2 separate regions of the Gossypium arboreum genome follow, and region 1 is linked to region 2. The links are chromatin contacts, called in public Hi-C maps. All regions are on one chromosome and are shown on one strand. The core of a region is the stretch at or near the end of the contact, and the rest is flanking DNA. Distances in the headings are between cores, read along the strand shown.

Region 1 (6,239 bases), core at 1,425-3,924, 570 kb after region 2:
CTAGCTTTCCCATGTATTTTTAATATCTTCAATTATATGGGATGAGAAATCATCAATCTCCATTTCAGCTATGTTTTTTAGTAGTTGAATGGATTCTTCATTTATCTTTTCTTGATTATTTCCAGTATCATATGTCATTATTCTTCGACCATCAGTCCAAAATTTATAAGTTTTTTGTTGAAGTAGATTATGGGCTTTGGTGATTAGATCAATTCCTTCTTGGAATTGATAATAAATAGGATTATTATAACATTTGTCAACATATTTTGCCAAGTGCTCTTTAATTTTCTCATTTAACTATACCAATAAGACTGCAAATTTCAAGATGAAAATAATAAAAGAAGTCATCTTCATATTTCATACGTAATGACGAAGATTTAATAAATGTTGGAAAATCTTTTAATAAATGAATAGAAAAATTTTGAATTATTTTTTCTTGAACAAAACCCCATTCAATATGACTTATATCAAATGGTTCATGATCAAGCCTAAATTTTATAGTAGGGATTTTTTTGTCTAAATAATTTGTAAAAACATAAGTTTGTGACAAATGTTTAGGAAAGGCTTTTTGAAACTGAGCTTGTTGATTGCAAATAGCTCTATCAATTTTAGAAAATATTTTTGTAGGTAGGATAATTCTAGGCTTATTATATAAACATAATTTAAATATTTTATTTATAATAGGATTAGTTGTTCCTTGTTAATAAAATACTGAGATATATAAAAAGATTATTTATCTTCTTAATATCTAAAAACTAATTTCTAGTTCTTCCCAATAACAATATAAAATAGATTTTAACAATAAATCATGAGCTTCTTATTCTTTAGTTGTTTTTCAACTAAGTATTGTTAAATAGTAAGAGCTCTTCTAATATTTACTCTTTGCTTAGTAATATGGGCTTTTCAATATTTCATTAATAAGATTATATAATTCTAAGGGTAAACATGGATTATAAAAATATTTTATTTATTGTATTTGTTGTAGTTTCAATAAATTTTCTATCACACAAAAATTTTCTACCCCTCGAATAATTTCAACATAATAGCTTGGTATATTGAATTTGGATCTTGGGACCATGGTAGTTGACTTATCGATTGTGGTGTAATTGATAATTCAGTTGAAATTGCAACTGGTTGTCTTATTATCCTTGATTAGGATATTTTGATTTTAAGGTAATCCCTTTGTTGGGCTTTTTATTAATTGTAGGCTATTCACCAACTTTTTTAAGAGTTGTTTACTTCTATCTATAAGGCCTGCTAAGATAGTCAATAATAATATTGTGTGTCTTTAAAATGTAAAACCTTAAAATTAAAAGTACATAATTTAATATACCATCTAATTCTTCTTGGTTCAGTTTCTAAACTTTTGTTAGTTAGAAAATATTTAACTATCTCGATTATCGCTTTTATGACAAAATTTTCAGGTGTTAAATATATAAGAAATTTTTCATTCCTTTCTTTATAGCTAATAATTATTTTTCAAATATGACATAATTAATTTCATTTGGTTTAAATTTTCCTAACTAGATCCAGATATTAATTCTTCATTATTTATGGTTTTAGCTTTTAAAATACATTTCAAATAATTTTGTGATTCATTTGTTTCCAAAATTAATTTATCTCATTGTTTAAGAATGAACTTTTGGAATCAATGATTTGATTTTAAATTTTATAATTTCGAGTTTTCTTTAAATAAAGTAAAGGGTTTATCCGCTTTTAGTTTTTCATATAACATACATATTTTAATATTTAAATGCTTTCTATGTAATTCTAGAGTATATGAAAATATAAAAAAATCATCTATACAAACTACACATAATTTCTTATATTTATTAAAGAATTCATCCATCTTTGGAATATTTGTGGTGCATTATATAATCCAAATAGCATTACTTTCCATTGGTAATGTCCATTAGGTGCACTAAAAACTGTTAAAGGTTTAGATTTTTTGTTAGCATGATTTGCCAAAATCTTGATTTATAGTCAAACTTATTTAAGTATTTTGCTTGTTTTCCTAATTAATTAATACATCTTTTATTGAATAAAATAACCATAAAAAATAATATTTTGACTTAATTTTTATAATTAATGACCATCCTAATTTTACCTCTTTTTATTTCGCATGATTTCTAACCATAAATGTTAGATGAATGTAGACTATTAGTTTTTTATATTAATCATTTTTCTAATAATTCCTTAATCTTTATATCAAATTCTTCTATATCTTATTTAGTATAGATTATAGATTTTCCTCTAATAAATTTATTGGAATTTTTCAATTTAATACTACAAAATTTAGGACTATTTTGCCATAATTTTAACAGTTCTTTACTAAAATTATTATCTAATATATTAGCGATGAATGACTTATTCCTAGTTGTTTAATTTTTTATTTTTAGTGATGAAATTTTTTGTCACGTACACATTTATAATTTTCTACTAATGATATTTTTATAATTTTTTTACACATAACATAATTATTAAAATTTTATCAATATAAAATGGTAAGTGTTGATATATAAAATTATTATTAAAGTAAATATGTATTTAACATATGCATGACGTTTATACACTTCAACATCGTTGAAATTTGACTTTTATATTCGAACAAATTGTTTTTCTATGGTATTATTTGCTTATTTTATTTTATATTTTAGCTGTTAAAAACAAACAAAAAAGGTAAATCACCAAACCACATACCAAGGTTCGGTATACCACTAGTATTTTGTAGTAGTAGTAATTTAGAAATTAGAGCGCAAATTCTAAGCGCAAGCAAGCGCAACCAGAAGATCAGGCTCCCAAAATAGAAGTGGATGCATGAAGAGTGCCACGTTGCCACTTCTCCTCCTCGGTGCCAACCGACAATATCTCTACTGCTTTCTTCAAATCTCCTCTCTCCTTCCTATTCACTTTTCTCCCTATAGGGTTTTTACATTCTCTTCTCTTCTCATACCAGTTTTCCTGTTCCAGAGAAAACTCCACGCTACGCTGTCCGTCCCTACTCATCTCCATTTCTGATTGGCATCCTCCACGTCTTCCAACCTGGATCCCATCCGGTTCTTTTATCCGGAGTTATCGACCAGAGGTCCCTTTTTCTTTTCTTTTTTGTTGTCCCGCTTAAATTTAATCGATAATGCTGCCTTTTTCTTTCTTTCTTTCTCTTTCTTTTTTTAAAAAAAAAAATTCCCTCTGTGTTGTTTGATTTATCAGCTCAAACAATGAGGCTATTGCTTTGAAATGTAAAAGTAAGATTTTGATTCCTCTCGGATTTTCATTTTCTTTCTACCTATGCTGATTTAACTTATATCTGTAAATGGAATCTCAGCTTACTGATGCTAATTCTTGCTACTTATGGACAGAATAGGCAATGCATGTACTCGTGTTGTCTTTTTATATTTTTCATGATGATATTATATATTTATATATAAATTTTGATACCTTAATTTATTGTGTTATATAACTTTTAATGCATTTTTATTTTTGTATTATATTCCTATTATTTTTGTGGCGTTCTAGTGTTTTTTTCCCCCTGTATCGTAATGTATTGTGCTATGATAATCGGACTTGGCGTTGAGAGTCGGATACCATATGTGTCAAACACGGAAATGTTATTTGCCAAGTTTTTGTATGTACTTGGGAGGATCTTCGGATGATCATATTTTCATATCCATATCCTATTATGCGTTAAACATGGTGACATACACAAGTACTTAAACAAAATGAAGAGTCTGAGCAGCCTAGGTTTTCTGTAATCGTGTAATGTATTTGGTCTAAAGTTATCAAGTCACTTTTGAATAATAAACATGTTCATAAATATATTGCTAGTATATTCAAATCTAGTGTGTAATAATGAATTTTTCTTGGAAGCTATTTAACCTATGCAAATTGTAAGAGTTCATTTTGTGTTAGTTGATTTATGAACGGGGAACCATTGTATTTTGTACAAAATATAAAATTCCAATTTAAAGCACTTTGATTTTGTAGCCAGACTGATATTTGTTACCCAGCATTGTTTTGTTGTTGTGGGTTTGAAGATCTGGCAATTAAGGCCATAAGTGGAGAATTTTAGATGGTATGCAGCAGTTATCCAAGGAGTGTGATTGTTTAAAGGATAAGATTTACCGTTATTTACAGGTTCTGTTAAATATTATTTAGTTAACATTTTAGTAGTTTTGCATTTAATATATTACTTGTACTGGATTCAAGAGAAAATAATCGTTGATTACATTTAACTTTCTATAAATATCGCTTATCCAATGTCACTATACGTTGATTAACATTTTTCCTTCTTCTAACTGGGCATATAGGAAAAATATTAACCTCGAAAAGGGTGCTTTTATAAGATTTTTGAAGGAGTTTATATGCCTGTGCTGGATTAACGTTTTCGTGAAGCTGTGAATTTTGGGTGGGTGCAAGGATGATGGTTGATTCAGGTGCATCAACAAATCAGGGTCCCATTGTTGATATGATATCCGAGAAAGATGGTGATGGCGGATATGTTACTGGAGGGTGGAAAAGGTAAATATCTGAGTTCCACTTGTTTTAAATAGTTGTTTTTACTTTTTATCATATAGATACAAATCTCATGATTCATTTTTTAAAAATGATTTTTTTTCTGAATAAATGTTGCTAGCAGTTTACTGTATGCTGGTTTAATTATTTGGTCAGATATGAAAATTTCTTTCCATATTTGGTTCAATTAATGTGTTTCCCAATGATTGAAAGCTACATATTGTGTTGCTACTGTCAGTTACTGATTATTTATGCAATCTGAGAAATTTAACAATGTCAATTTTACATGTGTTGATATTAGTACTCTCATAAATTCACTTAGTCTCATAATGGAATAAGTGAAAATGGGTTTTTTAGTAAATTCCTTTTCATCAGTTTGTCTTTACTTTCATACCCTGGTTCCCTAATATGAGGGAATAGAAGGAAATATTGTTTTATTTCTTTGCAAGACTTGTAATATCATTGTTAATATTAATTTTATTCTCTTTGTAATTTCTTTTACTTCCCAAAATCAGCACTGTCGCAAGTTTTCTCCTCTTCAAGTTCCTTACATAAACAATGCATCTTACTTGAATTTATACATTTTGAATGTATCATCATTTTTCATGCATGAATTTCATTTTATTTGTTGATTTAGATGTTAAAGAGACATTCAAATACTTTCTAGTTGTTATCTGTAATTTTGTACAAGTGATGCAATTAGCTAACATTAGATTTAAAATCACACTTACACGGTTGGTTTCTTGTCTGATTTGGCAGTGAAGATGGAAAATTAAGCTATGGCTATTCAAGTTTCAGGGGAAAGAGAGCAACCATGGAAGATTTCTATGATATTAAAACTTCCAAGATTAATGGGCAGATGGTCTGCATGTTTGGAATCTTTGATGGTTAGATTCTCTCTTAACATTTCTTACCTTGTGAAAGGATATGAAATTAAAATATTGCGTATATGCTATAACACATTATGGACAAATATTTGAAGGCACAACATCTGATGTGATTGGAGAAGACCTCAGTCTAAAATGTGGGACTGGTCTTTCCCCTTATCTAGGTTTCCTCTAACACAATGTTGATAGTGCAAAATATGTTAAAAGAAATAAAATTATGTGGTAGTCTGTTTATGGGTCATCTGAACATGAAATATGCCACTTCTATCACATTGGTATCTTCATAATAATAATTCACGATTAGGTACCTCAACTTTTGCTTTGCCAATAATTTTTTATTACTTGTTGATGAGACCCACCTCGGAGCTGTCTGTATTGTTACCACACACAAACCGGTATTGTCCTCTTTGGATGCTGGGGGCCTCCTCAAGGTTTTGTTAGCTGCTCTGAATAAAGCTAAGGTGCTCTCCAAGTTTCAAACCCAGGACCTCCCATGACTATAAGAGGACTATTTGTAACTTTGGTACCATTTGGTATCCACTCCTTTGTGGGTCTCAACAACAGTACTTATTTTTGAAATTGGAAAACAAAGAAAATTAAAATATAAAATATAAAGAGAGGGAGAGAGGAGAAAGGGAGAGAGGAGGGGAGCGGAAGGGAGCTAGCCGGCACCATGTGGTCTTGACTCCTTGTAAGTGTTCCAGTGTCCAGACTTCTAATTCTCTCTCCTAATGTTTGTTTTGTATCTGGCAGTCTTCAACTTGTCATATTTGATTAGTGGTTGGAGCTTGAAAAGCTTCAGATGGCTTGCTTACTCCATCCTGGTTGCTGTGTTGTGGT
Region 2 (6,115 bases), core at 3,083-5,582:
CATCTCAAGTTCAGATCATCCCGGGTTGCTTGTTCAATTTATTTTGAGTTCAAATCATTTCGGGTTCAAGTCTGCCAGGTTTGGACAATTCCAAGTTTGAGTGATTTTGGGTCCAGGTCATTCCCGGTTTGGATCATTTTCCGGTTTGGGCCTGTTGCCTTTTTATGATCATATCAGATTTGGATTTGAGTAAATCAGGTTGCATTTTAGGGTTCAGGTCAAAATTGACAGTCTACACATTAGTTTGAGGTTCATTTCAGCACAACGAGCAGATTATATTGTTTAAGGATTTAATGTCCCAGAGCAAACATAACTTAGCACCCTGCTAAAATGAATGAAAATGGGAACTTTAAGATGAGTTCTCACCTCAGAGTTGTAATATCTAAGTTCTCTCTTATGCTGATGAGCTCCTTCTAACTTTTCAATAGGGTTAATGGGATTCAGAAAATCAACTGCTGGCCCCTCTGTCGAGCATATCAGAAAACCAATCACACCACTGCATTAAAAAAAGAAACCAGAAGTCAGAAATGAGATACATTTGATGCCTTACCAATTGGTAAATCATTACAGATAAATTTGCCACCAAAAAATGCATCATATAATTATCTAAAAGAGAAATAAGGTGAAAACATAGCATAATTAAAATACCTTGGATATGTTGGAACACTCGCCCATGCATAATGAACAGAACCTTTGAATATTTCACGGCAAATAGAGATCATATCATCAATTAGATGTGTATGAAGCCACATACTCTCTGCCATGTTACATAGGACACCACCAGGCCTTAAAGCTCTAGCTAAAGTATCAAAAAATGGTTTCTCTACTAGCTCTTGAGCAGGACCTACATTGCAGGAAAAAAAGAAAATTTAAAGCTCGAATATTGTCCAGTCTTGAAACAAAAATCAATTTGCAAATACCATTGTTGTAAAATCCCCTAGAGCCCTTGAAAACTAAAAGAGATCCATAACAAAGCATCTAAGCAGAGAGCACCACATATATTCTTTAAGACACGGTGAAAGCATTTTCAAACTTCTAACTCTAATGTTCCATTTTTTTCTCATGTTGGAAGAAACGATAGATTTTTCTACTGGTATATGCAGAACTCGTTAAATTAGAAAATAAAATTATAATGGACCAAAATTACAACATACCTACAGGATCTGATGAATCAACAATGATTGCATCATACTTCCCTTCTGGAACATTACGAAGAAACTCAACAGCTGTTAAGATTATTCAAGAAAAATTATCAGCTCAGAAATTATAGCTATGCTGACCGCCCACGGTAAAAAATTAATATAAATAAAATGAATAAAATATTGGTTTAGCCTACCATCACCAACATGAAGACAAACACGGGGGTCTTCAAATCCAGCAGCCAGTTCTGGAAAGAACTTCTTAGAAACCTAGAATAAGAGAATGTGGTAAATGTCTACTAAGTTGCATTTTTAGATATAAATTAAAATGAAAAGAAAACAAGAAGAGATGCTAAATAAAATACCTCTATAACCATCCTATCTATTTCACATATATCAATGTGGTCAACAGAGCTGTGCCGAGAAATCTCTGCAAGAACCCCACCATCACCACCTCCCACAACCAGAACCTGTATTCAGTATCTAGGTAAAGTTAACACAAAACCACTTTGAAGCTAAAGTAAAATCTTTCTAGAAGTCTGGAACTAAGGTCAGATAAATAAGGGTTTTGATAAAAGCGGAAATTTGTCAGCCTAATCAGGGTTCAAGCACTTTAAATAAGCCAAATAGCTTAGGGGATGTATCTCGTGATTTTCTTGACAGAAAAGACTATAACCATCTAACTGCCTTTCTAGCACAAAACTTCATACAGATTGCATGATTATGCAGTACTAAAGAAAAAAAATTCAAATCCCAACTTAAGAAATTGAAGAAAAGCAAGTTCGATAAGTCCAACAATATAAATGGTACTAGCAAAGATAAAAGGGAAACTACCGACTTCCACATGGAGTGAAAAACAATTCTATGCTTAGATAAGATGAGATTACAGTTTTGGGAGATGGAATTGAGCAAAGGGGAAGATGAGTTATCATCTCCTGATATGCACATTCATCCTTCTCAGTCAGCTGAACTATACCATCAAGAACAAGCACTTTCCCATAGCTTGATGACTGCAGAGGAAGTATATCATTAGCAAGAATGTGCATAACAAGCAGTCAGTTAAAAAATAAATAACGCAAAGGGGACAGAAAGACAGGAACTAGAGGTAAACAATTACGGAAATCATAAAGTAGAGTTAAAAATACCAAACCTCAAAAACGAGAACCTCTTGATAGTCTGACCTTGCTTTGTACAAAATGCTTTCAACTTTCAGAGAATGTGCTTCTCCTGCAACAAAAATTTGAAAGATTGTCAGTATCAGTAAAGGTTATGATATGATCTAATGCATGAAAGGCTGCCCCTAGTTCAACTCGAGGCTCCTAACTAAGCTCTCATTTCAAAGAATAAGTTAACTTGATAAAGTTATCAAAAGTCCAGTGGAACCCTAGCATTGTGAGAAAGTTCAGAATTGTCACTAATTACCTTTTATCAGATTTCTTCTGTTATGATTTAATATATATTAAATCAATTATTACATGGCATCGAGAAGATAAAAAATATTTTTAAAATCAAAACATAAATAAATTAAAGAGGAACTTTAAAGCTCACCGGGCCACATAGGATTGTTGAAGTAAACCATTTTACCGGCCTTATCTACAAGTGAGGATAAAAGACTCAAACCATGAAATTCTGGCAAATAGTGAAAAAGAGCAGGAAAGAAAAGAATTCAAAGATGATGACCAGAAGAAGACTGAGATTCTGAGAACCACCCAGAAACAACGGTAGAATGGCATTTAGCCTCAAGCTCAGCGGCTGAAGCCCTAGCCTTCAAGCAACAAGAAGGGATAGCCTTCTGTGAACTATTCCCATTATTCCCCTTCCCATCCATAATCTTCTGGCATTCCAAACCTCTTCCTGCGTCTTCCCCCATAGATTATCTTTTTCCTCTTCGGCTCCAGCCTCTACATGTCAAAACCAATTCATAAGTTCCCTGCTTATAGAAACAGAACTAACATATGCATGCATGAGCAGATTAAATCTTTTTTTCAAAAAAAAAATACATTTTAAAAAGTTTTTTTTATCACTGAAAGAAAGTTTGTTGTAGAATGTTCAAGATGAAAAAAGCACCAGCTTTCTTGTACATCTAGCAGTATGTTCATACATTATTTATCATTTTTTAAAAATATAACAAGCCTCAAAGAGGAAAAAGATTAATAAAAGAAAAAGCAGAGGAAAGGAGTGTGAAATAGCAGAAGACTTTTGAAGTAGAATTTCCTGGCCAATAACGCTTTTTAATATAACAATTCAAAGCTATCATCAACATTGAAAGCTGTATAAAAATTTATCACAGAGGATTTTTATATTGATTATGATGAGAAAATTATATTATACAATTCAAAGCTATGATCAATATTGAAAGCTGTATAAATAAAAGGAATAGGAACAAACATAAATGCCGCTTCTAGAAGATCAAAGTAAGATGAAAAAAAAACAAGCTAATTTCCACTAAGTTAGGTAATAGAAATGAAAATTTCAAATCCAACTTAGAACTTACAGTTAGCAATAAACTTTCTTTAAATAACAATTACAGCAACTTTAACCTCAGGTTTTTCGCTTTTATTACAGAAATAAACGGATTTTTTGAAATATATATAAAGGGAAAAACCAACGCAAAGCTCCAATTCTTTCCCGTGAAATTTTCTGAGTTGAAGAATTAGGGTTTAGAAAAGCGAATTCAAAAGCAACGACTCTCCTAAAACCGATAATAAACGTCCGCTTTTTGAATGAAATGAAATAAATAAACAAAAAATAAAAAGCAAAATGTCAGAACTAACACAACGGCAGTGATAATATTAAACAATAAAAAAGAAAGCCAATGAAAAATAAAGAAAAATATTAAAAGGAAGAAGAAAATCACGCCTGGTGTTAATGTAACTCTGAACAATCTGGAAAGTCTCAAATATCGAGCGTGGATGGGAAAGAAGAAGAAGGGAAAAAAAGATGTATCGAAAATCTATTTGTGGCAGCTTTGTTTTGATGAAAATGGCATTTCCGAGCCCTTGTTTATATAACCACGCGCAGCGCAAGATTAATGAAATCTTTGAACTTGCCTACTTTATTCAAAAACAGTATTACTTTTTTCTTCAATGACTGGTACACCCTTATAGAGAATATTAGAACGGGTCGAAAATAAATAAAAAATAGGAAAGCAATTGCCATAAATAAGATTCTTTTTCTAAAGGAGGCACAGCGTGGGAGTAGGAAAAGAATATTGCATATCTTATATTCCAACTTCGTATACCAAAAAATTTGGTATACCACCAATGGTATAAATTAAGTAAACTAAATTAGAAGTTCGTATATCAAGATTTGTTTGGATAGTGAATAGAGTTTTGGTCTACCATTTATATGCTATGAATTTAAACTTTGTAAACCAATATTATATTTGATAAAATGATAAAAAATAATAGCAAGTTCAAAATAATGTTGATTAATATAACCACAAAATAAAATGGTTTATTTATATTATATATAATGTTTATGGCTGAATTTGATATCCATTAGATTGCACATTAAATTAATTAAAAGTTGGGAAAAATAAAATTATTATAAAAATTTCAACTAGACAAATTCAATTTTTGATATACTATTTGCAACACTTTATATCTGATTCGAAAGACAATTGAATATACGATGCTACATTAATAACAAGACAATTTGATTAAACTCACTTACATACAATGCAATTAAATTACGTTTATAAAAATGTCATGTGTCATTAATAATTAAACAAAGTCTCAATAAAAACAATCTTTAGAACAAAATTCCAGCTCAAAACATCAAAAACAAGGGATAAGTGCTGAAATCTAGTCTTTATGGACCGATACATGTATCAGAAATTTAAAACAATTTTGGTTCCAAAGTCCATGTATCGATACAAAGACACAATGTACCAATATATGCAGACATGGATCAATACTTAAAGCCATGTACTAATATTTAAGTATAAAGTCCAGATGCCTAAACTTAGCCTAAAAAATATGTAGAAATTTGACAATTTAAGTTATACAAATAACATCGCAAACATATCAAAAATTGAAAAAACATATATAATAACCATTAATGAACATTTGACATATCAAATAAGTTCAAAACACCATAATTCTCACTCACTAACACAACAAAACAAAATTAGGCTATTTAAGTAAAATTTATGCATAAAAACAATCCACATAATATTGAATTAAATTCCAAAATTTAAATAAAATCTTAAACACAGCATCAACAAACCAAACATATACCAAGAAACCAAATTCAACATAGTAATTTGATATATAATCATTTTAAAAAAATGCACTTAAAAAGTCCTATGCATTTCGACGGGGTTTTTTACTATAATAATATTTAAAAAAATGAAAATAGACTGCCTTCAAGATATTTTACCAAAATGGTATACTTCAAGTGATGGAGGGTGGTGCATAGGCGGCACCACACTGAATTTTCTGACAAACACAGTTAAAAAAAATATTAAATAATGGGTAGAAAACAGTGAAAAAATAATAATAATAAAATAATGGATCGAGGGCATCTCATAAGCAGGATCGGTTGTGGGATAGCCATAGGCGGCACCAATGGTGGGCCTGTCAAAGGCAGCACCAGTGGTGCCTTTTTGACAGGCATCACCGGATACGAACCCGCCCCACAAACTACTTTGGTCAAGCTTACCAAGCCGAGCATTGCACTGTTGGCAAGTTGATCCTAGCTCATTTCCAGCTCTCCGAGCTCCGTCCAGCTCAATTCAGCTTGTTACCGATTTAATTTCGTTTTGATGCAAGCTCATTGAGCTCGATTCGAAATTATTTAATTTCATGCATTTTAATTTGCTGAAATAATTAAGTTGGTTTATTTAGTTAGCTTAAAATAATTAGCTCATTTTAATTTGTTAAATCAATACATAATTAAATAAAGTTTTTAATGTGTCTTAGTTTAGGACATGAATTTAATATGTCAAGTTTAAGACAAATTAATTAGCTGCT

What was found. A called contact is a pair of places that touch in the nucleus more often than the background predicts.
Region 1: a contact with region 2 is called in a Hi-C map of leaf, with 3 times the contacts expected there. The contact joins the promoter of LOC108462622 here to the promoter of LOC108467433 in region 2. A contact is called at or near these places in 2 of 5 Hi-C or Micro-C datasets (both in leaf).

The regions. Positions count from the first base shown.
Region 1 is chr8:74,898,882-74,905,120 of ASM2569848v2, forward strand. LOC108462622 (probable protein phosphatase 2C 76) reads left to right here and starts at 2,675. Exons shown (of 10, transcript XM_053018441.1): 1 at 2,675-2,851; 2 at 2,971-3,245; 3 at 4,308-4,518; 4 at 5,272-5,399. The coding sequence starts at 4,418.
Region 2 is chr8:74,325,999-74,332,113 of ASM2569848v2, forward strand. It overlaps LOC108467433 (spermine synthase-like), which reads right to left and starts at 4,333. Exons shown (of 11, transcript XM_053017960.1): 1 at 3,999-4,333; 2 at 2,820-3,040; 3 at 2,688-2,732; 4 at 2,290-2,366; 5 at 2,027-2,149; 6 at 1,505-1,609; 7 at 1,337-1,409; 8 at 1,155-1,226; 9 at 649-844; 10 at 367-496. The coding sequence starts at 3,009.